Linked DNA regions of Mus musculus: all the other regions are linked to region 2. The links are chromatin contacts, called in public HiChIP or PLAC-seq and promoter capture Hi-C maps. All regions are on one chromosome and are shown on one strand. Each heading gives the region's core, a stretch centred on a gene start, on an enhancer-like site or on the middle of the called end of the contact. The rest is flanking DNA. Distances are from core to core; before and after follow the strand shown. Region 1 overlaps Ncf2 (neutrophil cytosolic factor 2). Region 2 holds the start of Shcbp1l (Shc SH2-domain binding protein 1-like). Region 3 overlaps Rgl1 (ral guanine nucleotide dissociation stimulator,-like 1). Region 4 overlaps Rgl1 (ral guanine nucleotide dissociation stimulator,-like 1). Region 5 overlaps Rgl1 (ral guanine nucleotide dissociation stimulator,-like 1).

Region 1 (4,733 bases), core at 1,496-3,995, 590 kb before region 2:
CCATTCTGCTGCAGAGGCAGCCAATTGTCAGTGACTTACCTGACTATTAGGAACCTAGGGATTACAGGGTAACATGGGCAGGAAGGGTACCATTCTTGTGAAAATCTGGGTGTGGCCACCATTCATTTCATTAAAAGCCTAAAATAGCTATTATAATGCATAGTTTTTACAAATGTACTAAACCTATCACTAGCTCCAATTTTTAAGGCCTTGATGAACCTTATGGCGCTTACCACCATGCCCTTTCATGTTATCAAAATGAATTCTAGCAGAGCTCAGATAAAACTACTTCTTAAAAACAATTCTGACCTGAGGCTTCATGTTCAGTCTTATTCATTCTACATTTTACTGTGTATTTATTGCATCCACAACAGAACCCCGTTAGATGGTAAGTCTAATATTCAAATTACTTTCCAGTTATTTTGCTACCATAAATGGGAACAGGGGATGACTAATAGGGTCAATGGACCACTCACGATGGTACAATCTTTCCCGTTTTTAGTAATCAGTGTATATTTTGCTTTTTATCAGTGAATGAAGAATGGCTGGAAGGGGAGTGTAAAGGGAAAGTTGGCATTTTCCCGAAGGCTTTTGTTGAAGGATGTGCAGCCAAGAATTTGGAAGGCATTCCCAGAGAAGTCTAGGATCTACAAAGCTGAAGCAAAGTGTTGTTTTTCCCCTTGCAAGACTTACCCATCTCTGCTGTGCGCTATACAGACACACCAGTTTGGAAATGTGGCCTAACTTACCATTTCCCTATTAAAATTGAACCTGTCACACAGCAATATGACAACTCAGAAGATTTTCTTACAGATGGAGGAGGGGGAGACAAATTTTCTGCAAAGGAAATGAAGGTTTGTGTGTGTGCTGGCTACGTGAATGTACTTAAGAATTCCCAGAGCTGCACACCAATGGGCACACCTTTCTGCTGGGAAAACAGGACACCCAGTGTCCAAGTCCAACAGTTCAGTGGAAAAATAATTAATAAAGGGTTCTTCCTTTATTAATTGCTTGGGTTCCAGAAGCTTAAAGCAAATTTATATGTAATCCTGAAGGTACACACAGACAACTCATTAAAAAACTTAAGCTGCATTAAAGAAAAGGCAGATTGAATCAGGTTCCCATGAAGCACACCATCCAGTCCCAAGGAGAATGGAACTCTTAGAATGACAGCCCTTTCTGTCCCTCAGATGGACAAACAGGAAGAGAAATCAACCACCCCCCAGATCACAGCCATCACTGTTGGCTTTCATCAGATTCAATGGCTTTTATAGGCCAGAGGATGCCTCTGCCTCCCAAGTGCTGGGATTAAAGGCATGCGCCACCACTGTCCAGCTATGGCAGACATTTTAAGCTAGCATTTCTAGAACAAGTCACTGGATGCTAAGAAAAGCAAAACCCATCCCCAAGCCTACCCAGTTGTGGCCATTTTTGTTTCTTGCTGACAAGTGAGCAGTTGAAGTTCTAAGCTGTATTTTTACTGCTATATCCTTTAAGGTAGAATAAATCCTCTACACACCGATCTGCTTGGAGAGAACACGGTTTAATTAAAGGCAAAGCTGATTTCAGCAGCTGCAGATCTTGCACAGACAGACAGACAGGGGGGAAAAACAACCCCAAATCAAATCAAATCAAAACAAAACACGAAAGTTTATTACACAAAACCAGTTGATGAAGATTCTCCTCCCCTTCTTCATTACCCCACAGTGAGGATGGCAAGGCGAGGAACCCCGCCGAGAGAGTCATAAACATTCCAAACACCAAATTCTCATGCAGACTGGGGCTATAGCTGGGAAGTGGGTACTGCAGGGAGGGAACTGGTAAACCTGTTGGCTGGTCTAAGGTGCAAGAATCAGTGACATTTCCAACCTCGGAATGCTGCAGCTGTCTGAATGCAGAGCTTACATACACAAACTGGGTGAAGGTAGCAGGGAAGGGACAGGGAGAGGACAAAGATGGACACAGGGAGGGACTGGAGCAGCACAGACAGTTTCTTTTGCCATTTAGTGAAGGGTTTCACTTTCAGACCTTTCAAAAACAAAACAAAACAAAAACCAAAACCCAAAAAACAAAACAAAAAAACAAAAAAACAAAAAAAAAAAGAAAAAAGAAAAAAAATCCAAATACCATGTCAAACTAAAAGAGCAATAGAGTAAGCCTGGGGCTTCAAGCACTCTTTCTGAAGAGCAATGAGCAATACCTTACCCCATCTCATTTCGGGGCTGCCCAGACCCCAGTGACACCTGGGGCTCCTGGATGTGCTTTGCTCTACAGCTGTCCTTCAGCTAAGCTCCACACTATTTCCCACACTTAGCCCTTGCCCTCTGGGAGAGTAGAAAGCCATGTGTGGGACACACACGCGCGCACACACACACACACCTCCCAGAAAATAATCCCTACCCTAGCACAGCAATTGGACATTTAGATTGTTTCCATAATTTCCCATTAAAATATTACTTTTCCAGGAAATGACTAACAGAAATGCTGTCCGTTCTTCTGTTCCTACACAGAACATCTTCAGTCCTCTTTCCTCCTAATATAAATTATCAAATAGAGTTTATTCCTTTCTCTTGCCCTCTCCAAAGTGGCATCTGCTGTGTTTTCTTCTGTGCACAGTGTGCATCTGTCTCTGTGGCCTTCAACTTCATCCTCGAGGTGAAGGCCAGGAGCTGTGACTGGGCATAGCCCGGCTCCTCTGCAGTGACGCTTGCACTGCCGCTTCCTTCCTCTTCAGACTTCAGGCTTTTGGGCCCCAAGTGCTGGCCCCATGCTGCTGTTTCGTGGTGAGATGTTGTACACGGTAGGAAGAAAACAATGACTACGGTACAGCATATGGCTAAAGGGTGGAGACTGATGCAAGAGGCTGGGAAGCAGGATGGGGACACAAAAACCAACTCAACAAAAAGAACCACACTGAAAGCATCCACCTATTAAAATGGGTTCCAGGCCGTGAATGAACTAGCCTGCCTTCTGAGACTGCTTGCTACGCTACTGTAAAGTGTAGGAATCCACCACATGAATTTGAAATCGTACAGCAGCCATCTGCTGGTCTAGGCCAGCAGCACTACCCACACTGCATCCTCTATTGGGGCTCGAGCACCTACAGAGTGAAGGGCATTTCCTGCTGGAGTTTCCAGGCTGGAGGAAGGCCTCTCCCAGAACCTTCTAAGAGGCCTTGTACCCTCCCTATGAAACACTCCCACTGGCTTAAGAGGTCAGTTCCCTGTCCTGTCACCACTGACCTCTCACAGGAGCAGCAAACGGGACTGTCTTTGCTCCACACTGACTAGAAATACGCCTGTGTATGGAAGAATTCAGTGTGATATTTTGCTACTGAGAGTAATAATAAAAGATGTTTAAGAATAATTTCAACTACATTCTCAGTCAGCAAAGCACTCATAATGGATTCCTATTTTATTCCCCAAAGAGGAAAAAAGGACTGAGAAGTTCCTATTGGTTTCTCCCATCTGCCTTCCCTTCTCAGCTTCCACTTCCCACGTGTTGGGGACATGCGCGGTGGAGAAGGTGAGAGGCGTGCTATCAGTAACCGAGTGGGACAAACAGCAGCTCCTCTCTCCCTCCGGAAAGCCCCGGGGGAACGAGAGTTCCTGATGGTTTTTTCTTTTTGTTGCACTGCGAACATTTCGTGCACACTCAGCGGGCTGGTGGAACACTTACACCCTCTCGACAGCAAGAAACAGACAAGAGAGCTGCCACCTGCAGAGACTGTGTGGGTCAGTCCTGCAAACCCAACATGCCATGGTTTATGGAGCCTTCATTCCCTGGGTTGCTCCTGTGGCCTCAGTGTGGAGGGTTCATGGCACCTTGTCCCCGCTGCTGTTTCTGCTTCTGCTGCATTAACAACTGCTCCAGAGCGGAGGGCCCAGGATGCATCATGGAACTGGACCAGATAGACTGAAAAACAGCCCCAAAACTTGTCAGCAGAAGGCAAATGCTTTGGCTGTCTGACAGGGATTTGTTTTAAATCTCAGCCACCCATAAAGACAAATTTGTCCTTTAAATCCACTCTAAATGCCAATCAACTCAGCTCTATTAAAAGTCATGGAACTCTCAAGACTAGACAGTTCCTAACTAAGATAATTTTGACACTATGAACAGTGGAATACAACTTTTTAAACCCCAAGCCAAGGTTATTCCTCCTACTCCGACCACTCTTTTGGAATTACATGCACCAACATGTCCAGCCCAAACTATGTTTTAAGTCAAATCAACTATGTTTTAAGTCAAGTTCATATGGCATGACAGTAAGTTTAATATAAGGTTTCCAGCAAACAAAACATTGTAGACCAGGCTGGCCTCGAACTGAGAAATCCGCCTGCCTCTGCCTTCCAAGTGCTGAGATTAAAGGCCTGCGCCACCACGCCCAGCTTACATACTCATTTAATAAGTCAAATAAGGCTAAACTCAAACTTAACAGGATTTAACATTAGGATGAAACTAAATGCTCTAGCATTTTGGATGCCCTGACAACACACTCAAGACGCCTCTCAATCCGGGATAAAAGCAGAGACACTGCTGCAGCAGGAGCCACGTGAGCACTCACCTTTAGGCTTTCCATGAGGACAGCAGAGGAATCCTCCATGGAGGGGCCGTGGCCTGTCCAGGTGCCACTCGGAGTGCTAGCCTGATGCCAACTGCTCTCAGATGATGACGTTGCTGAGAGATAATCAACACCAAAACCACCCATGGCTAAGAGATAACAATAGGTAAGA
Region 2 (4,940 bases), core at 383-2,882:
TGAAATATGTATGTAATAATCATAGTCTTTACACATGCTGTTGCCTACACTTTGCTTAGGGTAGGCAGGCCTTGTGTCTTTCATCTGTATGCCTTTGGCATCTACACAGTGCCTGTCTGGCACTTAGTAGTTCCTATGAAACATCTGTTTGTTTCCGGAAGAAACAAAAACTAGTGCTGTGTTTGAAATTTAAACACTTTGAACTAGCTCACAGGATTTTTTTTTTTTTACTCTAAACTTAAGGGCTAAACTAATACTAATAAAATAATTATTTTTTCAAAGAAAGGAAGAGGAAAGCATTTAAAACAAAATAACAAGAGTAAGCAGAGGGTGGCAGTGGGTGCCTATCACCATAGTGCCTGGGAGGCAGATGAAGGGCCCTGCAAGCTTGAGGCTCAGTCTACACAACACACCAGGCAAGCATGGACTGCACACACACACACACACACACACACACACGCGAGGTAATGAATTAAAAGAAGAGAAAACCAGCCCTGTAATAGATTTTATTCGAATGGGTGGTCTTGGGTGGTTATAATGGCACCATTTTAAAGAAGGTCACAGACTCCAGACAAATACAGTGAAGTGTGAATACAGAATAATTGAAGTCCTAATTGTTTTCTGCACTACAGTAACACGATACAAACGGGAATGTCTCCTTCAAAATAAACTCACAACTTCACACAGTGTCCTTCCAAGTGAGCGAGAGGGAAGGCAGGTGTTTTCCCAAGTCACCTCAGCTCGGGGGCTGTGCGCCCAGCACAGAGTCCAGATAGAGTAAACAGACGGTATTCCAACGGGCTCAATACACAAGCAGTCTCACATACCGGGAACTGGAGTCCTGATGCTCATCAAAGGCCGTGAGCAACATTTAGGAAAATGCGCTTACTCACCGTCGCCACCGCTGAAATACGTGTTGATAAGGGTTGCAGTACTGTAAACACCCATCAGGGAGAATTCTGAGCAGCTCCACAGACTAATTTGACCCATTGACTTAATCACATCTTCACACACACACACACACACACACACACACACACACACACACACACACACACACACACACACACACAGAGCAATTTGTTTATGATATGAAGGGACGCCTAAACTGAGATCCGCGTGGAAAGGTGATCCCGGGTGCCTACATCTATCCGCAGTTTTCTCTGGTAATAACCAGCTGGTCCCAGTCACAAATGCTTCCTAGAATAAAAGTATGTTTCCTTTGGCTGGGGGGAGGGGGTCTGATTCAATCGGTAGAGTGCTTGTCTAGCAGGTAATGAACCGCCCCATTGAGTGGGGCGGGCCTGTGAACCCAGCACTTGAGAGGGAGAGGCAGGAGAATCAGAAATTCAAGGTCATCCTTGGCTACCTAGGGACTTCGTAGCTTGCCTGGCCCTGAAATGTTTCAGGACTTAAGGGTGGATGGGTGGGGACCAACGAGCTCCTAGGTTCTGCCATTAGGCGATTCCAAGGATCAATGGGCGGGGTCAGAGGCAGGACCCCGCCCCTATCCCCGCCTCTGCGCAGCGTGCTCCCACCGCCCCCGCACCTGCCTTCATTTCCCGCCCACGCATGTGCTCGCCCGCGGAGCGCGCACAGGCTGCGTGGTCCCACGAGGGGAAGGCGGCCAACGGCTGCGGCGCGAACATGGAGTCGGATGCCACGACCTCAGAGCCCAAGGCCTCGGTCGGGAGTGACAGCTCGCCAGCGGAGCAGACTGTCTTAGCCACCCTCCGGGACTCGGTGGCCGCGCCCACCAGGGGCTTCATGTCCCCCGTGCGCTCGGTAGTGGCCTCCCCGCGCCCCGTGAAGGGCAAGGCGGCACGGCGACGGCTCCAGCTCCCACCGGTCACCCAAGCCGAAACATGTGACGAGGAGCCCGTGCCCGCGGTGCCTGAGGACCAGGAGGAAGCGCAGCCCCTGCCACCGATCTACGCATCCCCCATGAGGGGCATGTGGCGCAGCGAGAAGGTGGCTCTGTACTGCGACCAGGTGCTACAGGGCTCGAAGGTGCGAAGCTGCAGAGGGGCCAGCTCCGGGAGGTTTGGGTCTTTCCCACAGCAGGGAAAGCAAATCTGTCCCTTCAAAACAGTCTTTTGGGGGAAAAAATCAGTCTTTTGGAGTCAAGGGGTACAGAATGCCACCTTGGCCACCTTAGTCGTTGCCCAGACCCTCAGCTCCTGCCCTAGAGGACTTGACTAACCCGTTATACAAAATTGTCAGCTAAAATGACACCTCCTAAAAGATGAGGCCGTGAAGCGCTCGTCACAGTCTGGGCATACATCTTACTGTCCACTCAAATACACAGAGCTCGGTGTCCACACACCCTAGTGTCCACACGTCTCGTTGTTAACACACCCTAGTTTTTAATACATCTTCATATTAGGCCCAAACATAAAGCTAATATTACGTTGGAATTGTGAAAATGGCAGCTAGAGAGACAGCTCCTTGGTTAAGAACATTTGCTGTTCTAGTAGAGGGGTCAATTTTCCTGTCCCAGAACCCACAAGGTGACTCCCATCCATCCGACACTCCTGTTTCAAGGGATCCCAGATCCTCTCCTGAGCCTTCCCAGGCATCAGGTGCAAGGGTGGTGTGAATACACGGATGCACATAAAAACAGGCGTAAGATGTCCCCAGAATGGTTCCCAGTCAGCAAGTCACGATGTAGACAGGTGTTTTGCATGGAAAGAGCCTGATAACACCAAACAGGGTGGCACACGCCTTTAATCCCAGCACTCGAGAGGCAGAGGCAGGCAGATCTCTGAGTTCAAGGCCAGCCTGGTCTACAGAGAGTTCCAGGACAGCCAAGGCTACACAGAGAAACCCTGTCTCAAAAAAAACAAAAAACAAACAACAACAACAACAAAAAAACCCCACCAAACAGAACAAATAGCATACATTTTAATACTGCATTTTATTTAAAGTATAGCAAAAGAATTTGTGTACAAGTATATTCGTTGCAGCGATGGGTATAAAAATTGGCTGAGCATGGTGACTCATGCCTTGTTTGTCTTTTGTAGACCAGGTTGGGCCAGAACTCACAATAATCCACCTGCCCATCCCAGTACTTGGGAGGATGCTGGAGCCCGAGAATTGTGAGTTTAAGGTTAACCTAGGTCAGTCTCAATAGTGAGATTTTTGTTTCAATAGTAAAGAAATAGCTGGAATTCTAGATCAAGTGGCAGAGTGCTTGAAGTATTTGAGTCCCAGTACCAAACGCAGTTCCTGCACTCCTGGAGAAAGGAAGAAAGGATAGAGCCATAGAGAACTACAATGAGGCAGGCATCATGGTACACCCCTGCAATCCCAGCACTTAGGAAGTTCAGGCAGGAGGATCGCCCTGAGTTTGAGGCTAGTGTGGGCTACCCAGCAACATCCTGTGTCAAACAAAAATAACCCACAAAGAACTTCATGGCTTCACACAGTGGAAAACTATGCAGTTGTACATTCGTGCTACTTAGGTTAAAAAGCAAGAAGCTTGGAGGTGGGCATGATAGGTGGGTGGGTGAATAGACACAGAGAAAAATGACTGAACGGAAACAGGGCATGAGGTCAGCAGTGCTCACTCTCGCCAGGGTAGGGCTGATTTTAAATTGTTGCTTTTGCATTTTCTGTCTCCTCCTCCTCCTCTTCCTCCTCCTCTTCTTCCTCTTCTTCTTCCTCCTCTTCCTTCTCCTCCTTCTCTTTTCCCCTTTTGATTTTTGAAAGTCTCTCACTATGAAGCCCTGGCTGCCTGAAGCTCATTAAGTAGTCCAGCCTAGCCTTTAGCTAGTGATGGCCTCCTGCCTCTGTCCCTGGAGAGGTGGAGCCACAGATGTCCCCACCATGATGATCATGTCTTTCTTGTGTTTCTCATAAGTTTTGCTTATCTTAGAGACAGGAAACATTTTTAATTTAAAAAACATCCTCTATAAAACTCAGACTGTGTAAATGGCCTGTTTTTAGTCAGATATTGAGGATTGGAGGCCATGCCTGCTAAAAATCTGTGGAAATATTTGTATTGATTATTCCATCATTGAGTATAGTCTAGTGAATTTCATAACAGTTTAGATTACTTACCCTTTATGTGTGTCTGACTTTAAATTTAAAAGTCAAGTGGGCAGATATTTACTGAGTGTTTAATACACTTCTTGTTTTATAAAATAGAATGCAGTTTAACTTTTTATGTGTTGAATGTTTTGTTTGGCTGGTTTTTGAGCCAGCCTCATGCAGTCCAGGCTGTCCTTGAATTCACTTTGTATTGGATTCTGGTCTCAGACCCCAGTTCTGAGTGGACCTCCTCCGTGCTGGGATGGAAGGCCTGAGTCCGAACGTTTTAAGGAGTCAATGCCATTTTTTTTAAAGTTCATCAAACATTCCTATGTGTGTTAAAACTGCTGTTGTGATTTCCAAGATCACACTCCTTCTGCCCGGTGGATTAATAAGCTACCTGGAGATGTGGCATGAGTGAAAAGATCTCCTTATTTTTTTTCACACTTATGAGTTACTGTTAACTATACTGTTAAGTATAGTTTTAGTTTAAAATATATGATGTTTTTTAGATTTTTTTCGCTGTTTAAGGCAATATTGGTTATATTTTCAGGTAAAAAATTGTTATAAGCGTCTATGTATTTATTTAAAAGATTTATCCAATTAAAAAATTATCTGTGCTTGTGTGTGTGTGTGTGTTTAAGAGAGGGGGGAGGGGTGTCGCGGCATACTGTGGAGGTTGGGAAAGCTGGTAGGAGTCACATGTTTGTCTCCATCCACCTTTATGGGGGTTCTGGGAATTGAACTTGGATCTCACACTAGCTCTGCAGCTCCTCACCCTCAGAGCTGCCCCTCCAGGCTCCCTGCCCCTCCAGGCTCCCTGCCCCTCCAGGCCCCCTGGCCCTCCAGGCTCCCTGCCTCTCCAGGCCCCCTGCCCCTCCAGGCTCCCTGCCTCTCCTGGCTCCCTG
Region 3 (4,912 bases), core at 2,362-4,861, 840 kb before region 2:
TCTTTCACAGACTTCTCTGAGTGAAATGTATGCTCGACATTAGAGAAAATAAAATCTCAAAGTCCAACACAGTCAGCCCCCAATTAAATAACTTCCTCTTCAGTTAAAAGGAAGCAGAGAAAACCTAAGTCTGGGCCATGGCAAACGTCACTGCAAACAGGAGCTTGTGAGTTACTGATCACCCCAATAAAGGATAAGCAAAGGAGAAAGTCGACATGGAATTAGCTATGACTTCACAACACTGCCTACTTGTCAATCCCACAGACCCATACTAGGGAGAAGAAAAAACAAAACTATGAACAGATTAAAAAGAAATCTCAGAAAGTAAACAGTTCCATACAGGGAAAGCCACAACTGGAAGTCTTAAGGGAAATCAAAGCTTGACTTCACACAAGCCAGACTCCGGTGGGAAAGGGGCACTGCAGCATCTGCAGGAATCTATTCGTGTCTGCTCATTACAGGGTTAGCACATACTGCGATTGGCTCGCAACCTTCTTCCCACGCCACTGAAGACACCAAAAGAAATACCTGAAAGATTCTGTCTGAGGCTCACAAACAAGCCTAACAACCTAACGGTGTGAAAATGGTATTTCCAATGGTTATCTTCTGAACAGGTGAGTCTGCACAATAAATTGCTTCCTCTTTATTACAGGCATAAAAATCCTAACAACCAATTTGGGAACACAGCATTTCACAGACTCTACAGTTGGATTTCGGTGGAGACTGAATCGGGGCCACAAGATTTCAGCGTGAGTAAGAAATGAGGTGGGAAAGAAATATTCCTGTTGAGGTTGGCACACACAGAGACAAGATTACATTTCTGCAGAGAAAGCAAACTAAATGGGATTTGTTTCTCTGAACTCCTCCACCAGCACATATTAGAACCCTCTATCACCTTGTATGGTGACTTAGCACTTGCAAGCCAGCCTTATCTTTTGCAGGAAAATGTCCTGAGGAGTGGGTCTAAGTCTAATGGAGCTGGCCTTTGCAATCTGAGGGGTTCCCCTAAGGGAAAGGAATATGAAATTAAGAGGCTAGCGTCATGGGGAAGAGCTCCAAGTGAAGGGCCACCGAGCTGAGGCGCCACCAGCTCAAGCAGAATCCATCTTTGAACTACCTCAGGGCAGAGACTAAATCGTTCCTATCTGAGTCCCGTCTATGTGAAGACTTGCAGAGTGCTTGCTGCGGGTTACATTACACAGGTATCCGCCCTTAATCCCCTCATTGAAGAAACAAGCAACGGATTGAACTCTGAGATCACACTCAAAGCCAGCTTTAAGCCTACTCACATGGCACAGACTAAATCTTAACTCTTCATTCAGCTGTACTTCAAATGATAGTTTGAATCCAATGCAATCTAAATTCATATTAGATATACTATATAATCATTGTTATCAACTTAGTGTTTTTTTTTAAATCCCAATGATTCTATCCATAGAACAAAGAATAGATGTTTTTAAAAATCACCAAATAAAAAGTCATAGACTAAACACTCTATTTCCTGGTGTGTGTGTGTCCAGTCTTTAAGACAGGCAGCTGGAGCTTCCGTGCACCCTTTACACACTGTGGACATCTGTGGGCTATTATCAGTGAAGTTACCTCCTGTGGAGAAGAGGTCACTGATTCAAAGGGAACTTGTAAGAGAATTTCATTTCCAAATACTGACTGCCAACAATTACCAGGCTCCATCTTTTTTACAGCTATGAAGTACTGAAAAGAGAAATTTCATTAATTCTCCAATTTCTACTTGCACAAATGAACTATTACATAAGAACTGTGATATTTAAAAAAAAAAAAAGACCCACCAAACTTACTATTCCAGGCTTAATATTTTGTCAAGTACTGTCATGCAGAAAATGACACATCTTTACGCCATAGCACAGGACACTGTGGGCAGATCAGTGTGCCATAAAGAATATATGCTTTATGAGTGACCCTAAATATAAACACTGAGCCAATAATTTCTCTGCATGTGCACCCATAAAAACACAGATCCAGTGTTTAGGAGCTTGTGCCCCCAAAGTGTCTCTGTGTTAAAACCCGATGCCCAGGGTGGGGTTAGCGCAGGTGGTGGGGCCTTTACATGGCATTCCACTTGGCCGTCCTCAGTCCCCTCAGGAGGAGAGAGGAGAGGCTCAGCCTCCTTCTCTTCACTCCGTACTCAGAGGCAAGCAGCTTCGCTCCACAGTACACTCCCACCATCGTACAGTGACCTGTGGCCAATCTATCACAGGCTGAAACCTCCAACACTGTGGGTCCCAAATCAACCCTCTCCTGGCATAAGTTGATTCTGTCAGGTCTGTGTCACGGGGACAGAAAGCTGACAAACACTACTCTTGTCAATAGCCTTAACCTGGAATAGAAAGGTCTTTATTCAAAGCCTTTCTGAAGACAGAAATATTTCATAAAATAGTTAAATACCAATTCTTAAGGAACAGACTTTAAAATCTAAGAACAAATTAGGAAAAATATTCCCAATATAATTATAAGCAAAAAATCAAATTTCTTTAATATACAAAGAATTATAATTTGACGACTAATAATTAGATTAAAGTAGTTCAAAGGAAAAGAGTATAGGATGGGAGGAGTTCACACCCAACTAATGGTGTGGCTTCTGAAACACCAAACACTACTCATAAACATGAGAAGTTCGAGTCACGGAACCATTTTTCAATGGACAGATCAGGTAAAGACAGCTCAGGGGAGGAGACAGAACATCGGGAACTGGGGGTGGGGGTGGGGGGCTGTGGTAGGGAGTGCTCAGAACAGCAGTATGGCTGGTGGAACCTTCTGGAGGCGCAGATGGCAGGCTCCTAAATTCCTATATCCTGGTGTAGTTACTCTTCCGTGAAATTACACTTTAGGAATCTCAGAAAGCTTGCCTATGTATAAAGACGACCCTTGTGGTTGGTTCTGTTCTCACAGATTTCTCAAAACAATTTGAAAAACTAAAAAGTGCTTAATTCTTTGCCCATGAAATTATCAACTCCGTAAGTACTAGAAAGGCACTAGAAGAGAAGCTAGAAACCCTACCCACATGTGCTTATTTGGAACTAACAACGGACATTTCCTGTACTTTAAATATGGCAGCCACTGTCATGAGCCTTTTACAAATGCCGAGTCACTGAATGAGCCCACATATCTCCAAGGTGGATCAGTGTGTACAAATAAAATAGGTCACTCGGTCACTCTGACTGATCTCATTGTGTCATGTATGCGCTGTGAATCTATAGAGGCAGGCAGGGCTGTCACTACTGCCGAGCCTGGGGCTGTCTTACAACGTACTTAATAAACTCTTCTGACAAATAAGTCTATAAAGACAATATATACGGTGCACTGTATATTAAGAATGTAAATATACAAAGCTTTTTCATGTATATATGAAATTTATATTTTAAAACCTAAAGTGTTCCTTGAGTAAGACAGCAATTTGAGAAAACTTTAGTATTTCTTTTCATACTTGCCATCATAAAGGAATTTTTAACATTTTCAACATGATTGTGTATTCCTTTAAAATTAAATAAACACACACACACACACACACACACACGCACGGGCAAAATAAGCCTAACAAAAGCACTGGATCCCACTTCCTTCCTTAGGCAGGAAACCTCAGACCACAAGGACCTGAGTGAGAGTCTCAGGATTCTAAAACAATTGTTTGGCTGACAGTTTTCTTTGTCCCAGGACTAAGTCAATATAACAGTATGTTTACAAAGTGCCTAAGTTTTCCTATAAATAAAACAAAGGTAAAGGGGAAACAAAGACTGTCCTACATGAGTCACAGCATACGCTGCTGAGGAGCACAGACATCACTCAGGCACACGGCCATAAGCACTGACTCCGCAGTGATTGTTGACAGCCCCGACTGCCACTGCCAGAGCCTCCACTCATCTGGATCCTACAGATCTAGAACGGAGCTCCATACTTCATATGTGTGAGCACATTCAGTCCCCAGAACAAGGAGAGTCCTAGCTGGATGAGTACTTGTAAAGAAATTAAAAATTAATCTGTATCAAATGTGAAATTAAGAGTAGCAAACAGATATTGAAATTTATAAATAGTTGAATCTATGTTTATAAAACCTACTTTTAATTCTTTTGTTCATTTTTTTTTACAGGTTATTGCTTAGTTTTTCTTTGTTTTTGCTTTTGCTTCTGAGACAAAGCACTGCTATGAGGTCCAAGCTGGCTCAGCTTCTCCAATACCAAGATTAGAAGCATGTGCCACCATATCCAGCCTTTACGAACGTTCTAAGAGGGATTTCTTTACCCTAGAAATAGACCACAGAGTTGACATTCTGTATGCCACTCATTCCAAAGGTTGGCTTTTCCAGTTCATCTCTCCTTCTTCCTCCTTCCCAGACTCCCAAGTGCCCTTGATTCAGAGCCACACCCTTAGGTTCTCCTCGACATCCGCCCTTAGATCGTACCTGTCCAGCAGCAGCTCCAGCACTTCCTTAGTCGAGGCAAAGCCTCTGTATGTCGACAAAAAGATGCTGATGTAGGTAAAGTCATTGTCCCCAAAAGCCGTCAGCAGGTTCTCCACAAGCTTCTCCAGCGTACCAGCTTTGATGGTCCTGATCTTGCAGGTCTCGTACTGACTGACTGTGTGTCCTGGAGGCAGCTGGTCCCCTTCAACCTATGGGACAGATTCATTATTAGCATCAGATGGCATCACTCCCTGATGTAAAACTGAAAACACTGAAATGGTCAGCATTTCAGTCTTCTCTCATGCAGCTGAAAGTCCTGGAAGGCAGTGTGGGCTTCTGTGAACTCAGTGTGGCAGAAGGGAGGCCGTGTAGCAAGTGTGTGGAGGTAGCGTCCCATTCTTTCTGAAGAAAGAAAGATTCTTGCTTTGCAGCAATACAATGGCTTCTCCTTACATCACTGGTGACAGCAAGGGTGATGGC
Region 4 (4,976 bases), core at 319-2,818, 820 kb before region 2:
CCATGAAGGCTGATGCTGTAAATGAAGCACAAATTCAATCCTATACAAACTTCCCCTCGTGAGGATGGGGAGGGAAAAACAGCATCTGCATCCATCGGCTAGATTTTTTTTTTAAGATTTATTTTATTTATTTATTTATTTATTTAATGTATGTGGGTACACTATAGTTGTACAGATGGTTGTGAGCCTTCATGTGGTTGATGGGAATTGAATTTTTTAGGACCTCTGCTCACTCTGGTCATCCCCACTTGCTCTGGTTGGCCCTACTCGCTTGGTCCCTGCTCACTCCGGTCCAAAGATTTATTTATTATTATACATAAGTACACTGTAGCTGCCTTCAGACGCACCAGAAGAGGATGTCAGATCTCATGGGTGGTTGTGAGAGCTACCATGTGGTTGTGGGATTTGAACTCAGGACCTTCAGAAGAGCAGTCAGTGCTCTTACCCTCTGAGCCATCTCGCCAGGTCCCCAGCTAGTTTTTTATTATCATAACAAAATGGCAAAGGCAGGCTAACCTCGTAAGGAAGAGATCTGTATTTAGCTCACAGTTCTGGACATCAGAGGTTGGTGGAGGTGACCATATCAGCTCAGCTCTAGTGAGGACCTTGGAGGAAAGATGCCAACACACTGGCAAGAATCACCTCCAAACAGGAAGCAGGAGTGACTCTGAGAGACAGGATGGCTCTTGCAGTGGGTCACTCACATAAGAACCTGGGGAATCCTGAGACCTTAACGCTAAGGGAGGCTCTACCAATGACCTGTACATCTTAAAGGTTCTATGTCACCTCCAAACACCAGCAACCTAAGACCAAGCCCTGGAGAACTCTATCCAAACCAAAGCACCATTGTAGGGCAAACTATGAAATAACTGTCCTATGTTACCAACATTTCAAGGTAAGGTTTTAATTCTTTAGGTGTCAAATGTATTTGACCAAGTTTGACCCCCCAAACCCTTTCATTTCCCCCTCAAATATTTAGATCAAATTAATATGACAGAGATCATGGGACTGTGGGAAATTACAACTGTCTAGATTTAACAAAACACAAGTTGTCTTGTCAAAGAAGTGTAATGGCCATGTGGCCAGCAGTAATTATATGTTTGGATTTTCAAATAGGCATCCTCCCCTCCGAGAGAGAGAGAGAGAGAGAGAGAGAGAGAGAGAGAGAGAGAGAGAGAGAGAGAGAGAAGAAAGCTGCAGCCTTTTCCTTTCCAGGAATGCGATTTAAGTTAACAGCTAAGCTAATAACCACAAGCTGCTGACGTGCTGCGCACAAAGAGGGCACTGTCTCTGTGAGGGACACAATGGTCCCGGGTGATGGATTCCAGTATCTGCGCTGAGTGACCATTCCATTATGTAACCAACAGAGCTGTGTGACTCCCCATTACCAAACGGCACACGGCTCTGTCTTTCTAATCAAGGCGGGAGGCCCTCCCTTCACATTCAAAAGTTGCCCTTGCTTTTAAGGTTATAAAGCTGAGATTCTGTTCAACCAGGGAAATCATGGCTGTTGTGCCCCCACGCAAATAACAACAGGAAAAGAAAGAACAAAAATAAGAAGGTTGTATTTTTAAAGTTTAGGAGCCAACCATGCACAAGGGTAACAGGCACAGAGAAGAGCCACTCATCTACGAAAGACCTATGCTTTTAGCAAAGACTTAATGGAGGAGATCATAGCATTTTTCAAATCTACTTGTGTGACTCGATAGACCCTCTGTAGACACTTAGGAACACTTATCAATTCATTTTTCCAAAAAAGACCTGAGAAGCACAAATGGGCCACATCACATGCAGAGGCCAGGAGCCCAGGGCTCCGCAGGGCTGCTCAGCACCCTTGCCCTATGCAGCTCAGAGCCACTCCCACGCCTTCTGGATACAGAGCTCGGAGGTAAGCAGGGAAGCGTATCTTTTTTTAAAAATCTAGGAAGAAGTTGTTCAGGGTGTGAATAAGGCTGAGGAACAAAACAGATGTTAAAAAGAAGTGGCTTTCAAATTGTGCAACGGGGGAATTCAATCTGTGGTAAGCAGTCATTTTCCCAAGGGGTGAGCCCTTCAAACACCAGTGTTTTAAAAGTTTCATTTCTTTTGATGGAAATGTTTCAAAAATACTCTTTTTCTGCCTTCAAAAGTAGAATATACTGAGTGTGATTTTGCCTTTCATTCACAGCCCAGTAGGCCGCCAATTGTGACCAGGGCTGTGCTATGTGCCTCTGACATAGATAAATGTGCTTATTCCAAAACTAAACAGTCTCATATGCTTTTCTCATTCTTTCCGTGGAATTTAACCATCATCTTTTCCTTGCACACATTCATCCAACAGATACTCGTATCTTCCATCTTTCCATCGTCTATAGCGCTGGGTGAGGGGAAGAACGGACCCTACGACCTCTGGAATCTGGAGACCAATGGAGGAAAGTGAAAAGCCATAAGAGTGAGCAAGCAAATGAAGAAGGGAAGGCACTGGTGATGGCTCTCAGGGAAAATGAGGCAAAGTGGGTAAAAGGACTCTAAGGTAGGGAAGGATTGCCCTTAACAGAGAAAGCCCCCTAACGGGACATGTGACCACAGCCTGCCCCTAGGATGTCCAGTTGTTGCGATGAGTCAACCTCTAAACCCACTCTTCTCAAATCTGCTCCTTCGGGAATGAATGAACACACACACAAACACACACACACACACACACCTGTGCTTATAGTAAGAGCTGGCATGGAAATCATCAAGAATGCTACTCTCAAGCTGGGCGTGGTGGCGCACACCTTTAATCCCAGCACTCGGGAGGCAGAGGCAGGCGGATTTCTGAGTTCGAGGCCAACCTGGTCTATAAAGTGAGTTCCAGGACAGCCAGGACTATACAGAGAAACCCTGTCTCGAAAAACCAAAAACTAAAATAAAATAAAGAATGCTACTCTCCTGGTCTAGCCGAGGAAGTGTCTATTCCAGAAACCCTTGCATTAGCATCAAGATTTTCTTATTTATTTTTGCTTGTTTGTGTACATACATGTTGGTGTGTGTATGTGTGTGTGTTTATGCACAGGTACATGTGTGTAGGGAGGTGGAAGATTGAAGTCAATGGCAAGTATCTTCCTCAATTATTTTCCACCTTATCTATTTGTATGTGTGCATGCGTGTGCGTGTGTGTGCATATTTACAAGTATGAAGTCAGTGTGCATGTGCACATGAAAGCCCACAGTTGATGTCAAGTGTCTTCCTTGACCTTCTCCATTACGTAATATTGGGTCAGGGTTTCTCACTGAAGTATACTGAATTGAGCCATCTTCACAGCCCCTAGTGTTTAGCTTTTAAGTGTGTGTGTGTGTGTGTGTGTGTGTGTGTGTAAATGACCAAAATACATTATGTGTATCTATAAACACATTAGTATAGATTGCCAAAATTTGTTAGTACAAATGTTATAAGCATAAATAAATATAGAAAAGCTAACCTGTTCTCATGTTCTTTCTTTGGAGTAAAAAAAGTTTAAGTAAAACAAACAAACAAACAAAAAACTTAATACAGTGATTATCCAGAGCCAGTGCTCTTAACCAGGACCCTGATTGAAATCTCAGAACCCAGACAATGGCTCACAGCCACCTGGAATTCTGTTCCAGGGGATCCAACATCCTCTTCTGGCTCCTCCAATCCCAGGCACACGCAAATAGTGCACAGGCAGACATGTAAGCAATGCCCAAACACACAGAATAAATTAACTCATTTAAAAGGCTTTTTAAAATTCAATGAAGGAAGGTCTTGCTTAGAGTAGTGTGCACCCCAGACACAGAATCATGAACATTAATAGTCATAATGTTAACAGATAATGAGCACTGTGAAAAGCATAAAGCCGGCAAAAGGGCTTTCTTCCACTATTCTAAGAGCAAGAATAAGGAAGGGTGTGGCCCACAGCTGATAGGTGGGGTCATTTGGACTGATAATGCAAGAAAGCAGAACTGCTCAACCCTATCTTGGCGTCTATCTTCTCTATCAAGTACAAGGCCTTAGAGCTGGAAAGAGAGACCAACACAGCGAAGGAGAAACTGGAGCTGGAGAGGAACAGATGGAGAAGAACAGCACTTAGCCCTGTAAGTCATTTCACATCTCTGGAGACGGGAGGCACTGAGAGCCTTGGCAGAAGTGCTCCCAACACTGATGAATGGAAGAGAAGCCTAGTCCACGGGTGTCTCAGTGTGGCAGCAAGCAAGGGACACAAACACATGTGAATGACCAGGCAGAGACCACAAACGATAGGCTGCTGTGCCCATGCCCGGGCCAAAACTACAGAACTGGTTTGCAAATAATGATCACTAGCAGCTAACATGATATCATGAGAAAAACAAAGTCAGACCACACTAAGGAGCCTTCTGTACCGACTCACACGGGTGCCCCTGCCGCCTGCTCAGGCTTCAGAGACGCCAGGGCCACCCTACCCCCTCTGGTCACTCGAGCCAGGACGGAGATGTGTGCGTTGAATAGTTGTGGAGATGGCTAGATCTGAGTCCAAGCCCCATGTGAAGCCTGCCAATGGGGATGCAGGGTTACTGAGCGGACAACACAGCAGCTCTGTAACCGAACCGAAAGCTATAGCTGAGCTGATATTTTACTGAATCAGGATTTTAAAAGATAATGAAAAATTAGGGGAAAATGTGACTACAACTAATAAAATTAAGCTTAGTGAAAGTAAATATTACATCCATAGTTAGATGGTTAAAACATCCATTCTCTAAGCACAGGCCTACTAAGATAGTTTAATGGTACTTAACAATGACCCTATTTTTAAAAAGATGCCAAAGAATTTTTGCTAAATATGTCTTGAATGTAGCACATTCACAGAGAGACCTATCTCAAGTCCTATACAGAACACAGCTAATTTTAGACAGAACTATATGGAAACTGCCAATACTTGACCGTTTTTAACACAAAACTGATGATTGCATGTAGTGTGGCTTAGAAGATGACATGGAATATCCCTAGTGTAGCTTGCTTGG
Region 5 (4,931 bases), core at 899-3,398, 900 kb before region 2:
ACACCAACCCTGCACCACCCGTGTTTCTGGCAATCTATTAAACAATGTCATGTGGATGTCCCAATTCTAAAGACCCTGAGACCTCGTCCTCTAGTAGTTTCACCAGCCACTGGCTGCCAGATGGCCGTGGGTCCTCCCTCTTCTATAGAAATCCTCCCTCTTCCTTACCCGGCACAACGGTTATCAAAGGCTGATAACAGGATGAATGGCTCTTCCGTCTCCAGCCCTTATCATCTCCGGCTCGAAAGATGGGAGCAGCTTCCTTGGCTCGCTTCCCACCCACAGTGCTCGTCCCACCTCAAGCTTCGTGTCTCCACAAGGCTAGTTATGCCCCTAACAAACAAACCTGATCATTTCTTAACTTGATGCCTTCAGTGAGACCTAACTGCCTGAACAATTAACACAAAGTCCCCCAAGGAGGACACTAGACCATTTCCAATCTGGTCTGGCTTCTGTTAGAATATCATTTAGTATATGGCCTCTCTCTTCCATTCCAAGTTCTTCAAAGATCACTGAGTCTTACTCTTCTCTCTCTCCTCAAAGCTCGGGGCAAGAACTAGCAAGAACCCATCTTCAATAATTACTGTATTCAATGAATGGTTCCGCAAAGGTTAAAGAACAATGACTCCACCCCACCTAGGTCTATGCTGGGAGGCAAATGAAGACATGAAATTTAGTGCAGATTTTACTACAGAGATTTCTCTTTTCTTTTTCTTTTTTCTCTTCTTTTTAGTCGATGACGGGCCCTGCTGACTAAGGAATTTCATCACCTACCACAAGTTGACTTTACGCAGTTAAGGTTATCAGCATGAAAGGCTGGGTGTGTATTTAAGAAAGACGGCCATCATCAGAAGTAGCTTTGGAGTTTTCCTTGTCTGATGCCGTTTGTGTAAGAAGCACATGAGACTCAATCCCATTTACTGCTGAACTGTAGCTACTTCCTACCCAAACTGCACCTCCGCCATAATCACCCACTTCAGGAGCTCGGCTTGGTCCAGATGGCTTAGGGAGAAAGCTGAGTCACCAGGAACTACACTACTGAGAAGGCGTGTTAATTTAGTAGACAGTGCAATCGTAGGAAGAGTTCCAAGAAGGCGTGTGAAGCAAGGCACCCGCCCTGGACTACTGTCCCACCCACACTGAGCATCGTGAAACAGGACCCCAAATTGCATGAACAATTCATAAAATGTCAAAACTATGTCCTATATGCACATGTGCCACTAGATAAGCATACCACTAATCTGCGCCCAGGAAGACGCTGCTATTTTCCATGCTAGTCTTGTGTGCACGTGCAGACAGGTATGAGAAATGTGTGTCCGAACAGCTGACTGACCCTCCAGGCAGGACGGCCCCTTACCATGATGCTCTTGTACATGTTGCCATTGTTGTCTTCTACACTGATGCGGATGATGCAGGTGTCTTCGTTCTGCTGATTGTAAACAGGAGGCAGTACTGTGGAGGTAATGGATGTCACGGAGACGGAGCGCTTGTGGATTTTAGGATTGTTGTTGCACGTTGGAGGGGAGGACAGGGGGTTGATTAGGGACGACATCCCTGAGGAATTCGTGTCCATGGAATGGATGGAGGAACAGGAAGAGGAGGATTCAGAGAGCTGGAAGAATCAGAAAACAAAGCCATTGGAGCCTGGACCAAACATGCTTCACGTTTCAAAACAGAAGTAGATACAGAGACTGGTTGTTTCCTCCTCAATATCTCATGTCTCTGGTACACACACACACACACACACACACACACACACCCCGTGGGCTCATGTGACGATCAGTGACTCACTGGGAACTAATCATTCTGAATCTAAGAAAGGCACAGTGGACCTTTGATGGCCTGGTTTTAGTTGTCCGTATGAAGGCTAACCACGAGATGGCAGCAGATACCAGAATTTAAAGGCCGTACAGGCTGAGCTTACAGAAGCTGGGAAGCCATCCTCTTCTCACCCCCAACAGTTCTCAATGTGGCCATGGAGAACATTCTGTCCCCACTACTTCACATCCAGATTTTGTAGTAGGAGACAAATGTCTTCATGTTTAGAAGCATCTAAGATAAGGACTACTGCTTGTGTAGTTCTGCTGAGAGGGCCTCAGAGATCACCTGACCCCTTTGCCAAGTAGAGAAGCTGGAGGCCCAGAGAAAACACGGGGCCCCAGGTCCACCTACACAGTCTCACTCCTACCAGGACCAGAGCTCTCCAGCCCCTTTGCTGTGGTGTTCACACAGCAGGGGCACAGCAAGCACCAAGCCATCTGCAGCTATGATGAGTTAGCTGACTTGTGCTACAGCCTTGAAACCTTTAGTGCTGTGAGACTGTTAATGAGTTTTCATTTATCTTTCTCACTTGGGTCACAGCTGCCTTGCAGGGCAGGGGGAGGGAGGGGCACCCTAAAAACAGCATCATAACAATGCTGAGAGCACGACTCAGCAAAACAGATCACTTGCCTGGACAACGCAGCCTTTGAGTATCTCTTTAACAATCACTGGTAAGACCAGCAAGATACACTTTCACAATCTACATCGAGGCCATTTGAGAGATGTACGGCTGCAGTAATGTGCTTCTCTAAGTGACTGAATATTTAAAATTCAACTGATATTAATCACCAGACAAAGAGATGCTTTAAACTCACCGGGATGTATTCCTGACATAAAACCATTAAGCTGAACCATTTAAATATCAATTGTTACAGAAAAGTGTGTGTGTGTGTGATATTCGGAATGAGTTAAACTGGATTATATTATAATAATCCTATAAAACTCATTATTAATTTCTATATAATCTACCATTCCACAGATACAGATCAAGGAATTTAGCTTTCTGATAATGTGGCTTCTAAAAAAATAGGGCCTATGTTATCTGTAGTTTTTCAGGGCTGCTTCGTCCGATGGCATCCTATGTTAAGGACAATTCCACAGCAGGGGTGTTCTATTATGGCCAGCAAACCGCAATGCCAACTCTAATATGTAGTGTCTACAGTAGGACTGCCATGATATCGGTTAGCCATGTGCTGCTGCTGTTTGGAATTCTCCTTCTGTGCCCATGTGACTCAGCTTGAGCACTTACTCAGGGTGGATAATTTTAACAGCGTTATCTTGCCTGCAAGTCTATTAGCCAGGAAGGTCAGTTCTCCAAATGCTGCTTGAATGTTTTCACTTTCACCGTCCTATTTCCCTTGGGCTTTCCGTGATGCTAATAACACTTATAGTTGAGGGGGTAATGCGTTAGGATGGTGAGCTCACACGAGTTATAGAGACTATCCTCACAAGGATATAAGTGGTGTGGAACAAGCATAAAGGTAACTGTTTATAAGTGATGATCAGGCGCACGAAGAAGGAGGAATGCATATTACACTTTACTTCTAAAGAGAACAACCTCACGAGGGCGAGCAAGAGAGAGGCGTGGAAGAAGGAAGAAGGGAGAAGGAGCCTTGCGGGGAGCGCCTGTCTCTGCCTCCCCTTACGGCAGTGGCTCTGGGACTCCAGGTGGACATACACGCCTGGCTTTTTGTACTTTGGAGGAATCTCAACTCAGGGACTTATATTTGCGTGGCAAGTGCGTTGTCACTGAGCTATCTCCTCTGGATCCAGCTGATGCCAAGGCATGGGGAATGACAACATACTGGGTTTAGGACACATGACTTTTGAGACAATAGTCAGATGTTAGCTGTCTGAGGAATTTGAGAGTGGTTGGGTCACCTCTAGCTGCTGAGTCCTAAAATACCTTTCTTTTTTCTCTTTTTTTTATTAGCTATTTTCTTCATTTACATTTCAAATGCTATCCCGAAAGTCCCCTAAACCCCACCCCCCTGCTCCCCTACCCACCCACTCCCACTTCTTGGCCCTGGCGTTCCCCTGTACTGGGGCATATAATTATGATTTGGGGACACTTGAAGGGTCTCAGACTGGTGTGACTGCTAAGGACATCATGCAAAGCAACACCAGTGCCCCCTACAAGGCAGAAGACAGAGCCTGTCACCTGTACTCTCTCTCACTGGTGTGAACCCAAACCAAGAGGCCAGAAGAAATGACAGAACAAGGTGGCCAAAACTCTCCCCAAGATGCTGTGGATTGCTGTCATGGCAGAGCTGATCTCTGAGCCAAGCTCCTTGACCAGTAAGGGGACTGAAGGAGATATTTTCTCTTACTTATTTGTGCAGCCATGAGAAAGGGACTGGATGAGGATTCCAGTATCCGTGCGTACAGCTTGCTATTTCCGCTGTGGTTCACTGTATCACCATTATCAAATCCTCACCCTGCTGCAAACTGCGCCCTCTGCCCTGTGAATTGTTTCATGGTTCCTCCCATTGAAGCTAGATCGTATCTCCCTGATTCAGTTATTTATGTTGGATTGGACCACATGACTGCTTTAAGCAATGGAATGTTGATAGGTATGGCCAAGAAAGGGCTCTCCCTGTGTGTATCTTACAGGGCTGGGCTTCTTCCCCTCTTCTTCATATGTTTCAGCATGCTAAGAGGATGTTTTGGAAAGTCAATTACTCCAGAAAAATAAATGACAGATAACGGAAACAGGCTTGGGTTAAAACTGTGGTGTAGGGCCCAAAGTAGCCAGTCCCCAAGAAACATGGAGGTTGTTCTACGTCACTGAGTTTTAGAGTACTTTCCTGTGTGACCTGCCATGGGACAGGTGTGGGTAAGAGCGCATGGCACCAAAAGGCTGGCATGCATCCATTTCTCGGGTTTTGTTCCTACTCAGGCGATCCTGCATCTCTTGAATAGAGTATATTTATTTTATGGGCCACAATCCTTCAGTGCACTTAGATATGGGCATAGAAATGTTTGCAGGGACAAATGAAAGCGCAACCTCCTTAGTACTTTGTATCCTTTTTCTCTGAGGAATGTGCTCCCAGAAGGAACTCTGTTTCTGATGTACTGAAAAACTTGGACACAGACACTCTTCACGTGGC

What was found. Promoter capture Hi-C pulls out the DNA fragments that hold promoters and counts their contacts. HiChIP or PLAC-seq counts read pairs in DNA pulled down with a chosen protein or histone mark.
Region 1: a promoter capture Hi-C map of the HPC-7 cell line shows a contact between it and region 2. The contact joins the enhancer-like site here to the promoter of Shcbp1l in region 2. A contact is called at or near these places in 13 of 39 promoter capture datasets (the 3T3-L1 cell line, 3T3-L1-derived adipocytes, the C10 cell line and 8 more), 1 of 484 Hi-C or Micro-C datasets (nephron progenitors), 3 of 115 datasets of contacts at active chromatin or transcription factors (embryonic forebrain, embryonic stem cells and neural tube) and 1 of 9 other capture datasets (embryonic stem cells).
Region 3: a contact with region 2 is called in a FOXA1 HiChIP or PLAC-seq map of pancreatic cancer cells. The contact joins the enhancer-like site here to the promoter of Shcbp1l in region 2. A contact is called at or near these places in 6 of 39 promoter capture datasets (the 3T3-L1 cell line, the C10 cell line, the HPC-7 cell line and 2 more) and 2 of 115 datasets of contacts at active chromatin or transcription factors (bone marrow-derived macrophages and pancreatic cancer cells).
Region 4: a contact with region 2 is called in a promoter capture Hi-C map of pre-B cells, with 4 times the contacts expected there. The contact joins the enhancer-like site here to the promoter of Shcbp1l in region 2. A contact is called at or near these places in 8 of 39 promoter capture datasets (the 3T3-L1 cell line, the C10 cell line, the HPC-7 cell line and 5 more) and 2 of 115 datasets of contacts at active chromatin or transcription factors (bone marrow-derived macrophages and embryonic stem cells).
Region 5: a contact with region 2 is called in a promoter capture Hi-C map of hippocampal neurons, with 5 times the contacts expected there. The contact joins the enhancer-like site here to the promoter of Shcbp1l in region 2. A contact is called at or near these places in 12 of 39 promoter capture datasets (the 3T3-L1 cell line, 3T3-L1-derived adipocytes, the C10 cell line and 5 more), 2 of 15 datasets of contacts at CTCF or cohesin (the NIH/3T3 cell line and stem cell-derived epiblast-like cells), 3 of 484 Hi-C or Micro-C datasets (all in embryonic stem cells) and 1 of 9 other capture datasets (embryonic stem cells).

The regions. Positions count from the first base shown.
Region 1 is chr1:152,835,471-152,840,203 of GRCm38.p6, forward strand. Ncf2 (neutrophil cytosolic factor 2) reads left to right here. Exons shown (of 16, transcript NM_010877.5): 16 at 532-1,520. The coding sequence ends at 644. Smg7 (Smg-7 homolog, nonsense mediated mRNA decay factor (C. elegans)) reads right to left here. Exons shown (of 23, transcript NM_001160256.1): 22 at 4,565-4,710; 23 at 1,525-3,915. The coding sequence ends at 3,802. Among named protein-coding and RNA genes, the nearest start is that of Ncf2, 38 kb to the left of the region's middle. Within about 2 kb of position 2,746, at least 35 of the 459 cell types and tissues checked have an H3K27ac peak or open chromatin away from gene starts, as enhancers often do. A contact at or near this core is called in the HPC-7 cell line and stem cell-derived epiblast-like cells, where this site is marked.
Region 2 is chr1:153,423,577-153,428,516 of GRCm38.p6, forward strand. It overlaps Shcbp1l (Shc SH2-domain binding protein 1-like), which reads left to right and starts at 1,633. Exons shown (of 10, transcript NM_001033162.2): 1 at 1,633-2,010. The coding sequence starts at 1,648.
Region 3 is chr1:152,581,975-152,586,886 of GRCm38.p6, forward strand. It overlaps Rgl1 (ral guanine nucleotide dissociation stimulator,-like 1), which reads right to left. Exons shown (of 18, transcript NM_016846.4): 3 at 4,433-4,641. Among named protein-coding and RNA genes, the nearest start is that of Rgl1, 41 kb to the right of the region's middle. Within about 2 kb of position 3,612, at least 30 of the 459 cell types and tissues checked have an H3K27ac peak or open chromatin away from gene starts, as enhancers often do. A contact at or near this core is called in the HPC-7 cell line and pancreatic cancer cells, where this site is marked.
Region 4 is chr1:152,602,488-152,607,463 of GRCm38.p6, forward strand. All of the region lies in intron 2 of Rgl1 (ral guanine nucleotide dissociation stimulator,-like 1), which reads right to left. Among named protein-coding and RNA genes, the nearest start is that of Rgl1, 20 kb to the right of the region's middle. Within about 2 kb of position 1,569, at least 18 of the 459 cell types and tissues checked have an H3K27ac peak or open chromatin away from gene starts, as enhancers often do. A contact at or near this core is called in pre-B cells, where this site is marked.
Region 5 is chr1:152,523,288-152,528,218 of GRCm38.p6, forward strand. Rgl1 (ral guanine nucleotide dissociation stimulator,-like 1) reads right to left here. Exons shown (of 18, transcript NM_016846.4): 16 at 1,358-1,612. Among named protein-coding and RNA genes, the nearest start is that of Gm51749, 14 kb to the right of the region's middle. Within about 2 kb of position 2,149, at least 70 of the 459 cell types and tissues checked have an H3K27ac peak or open chromatin away from gene starts, as enhancers often do. A contact at or near this core is called in hippocampal neurons, where this site is marked.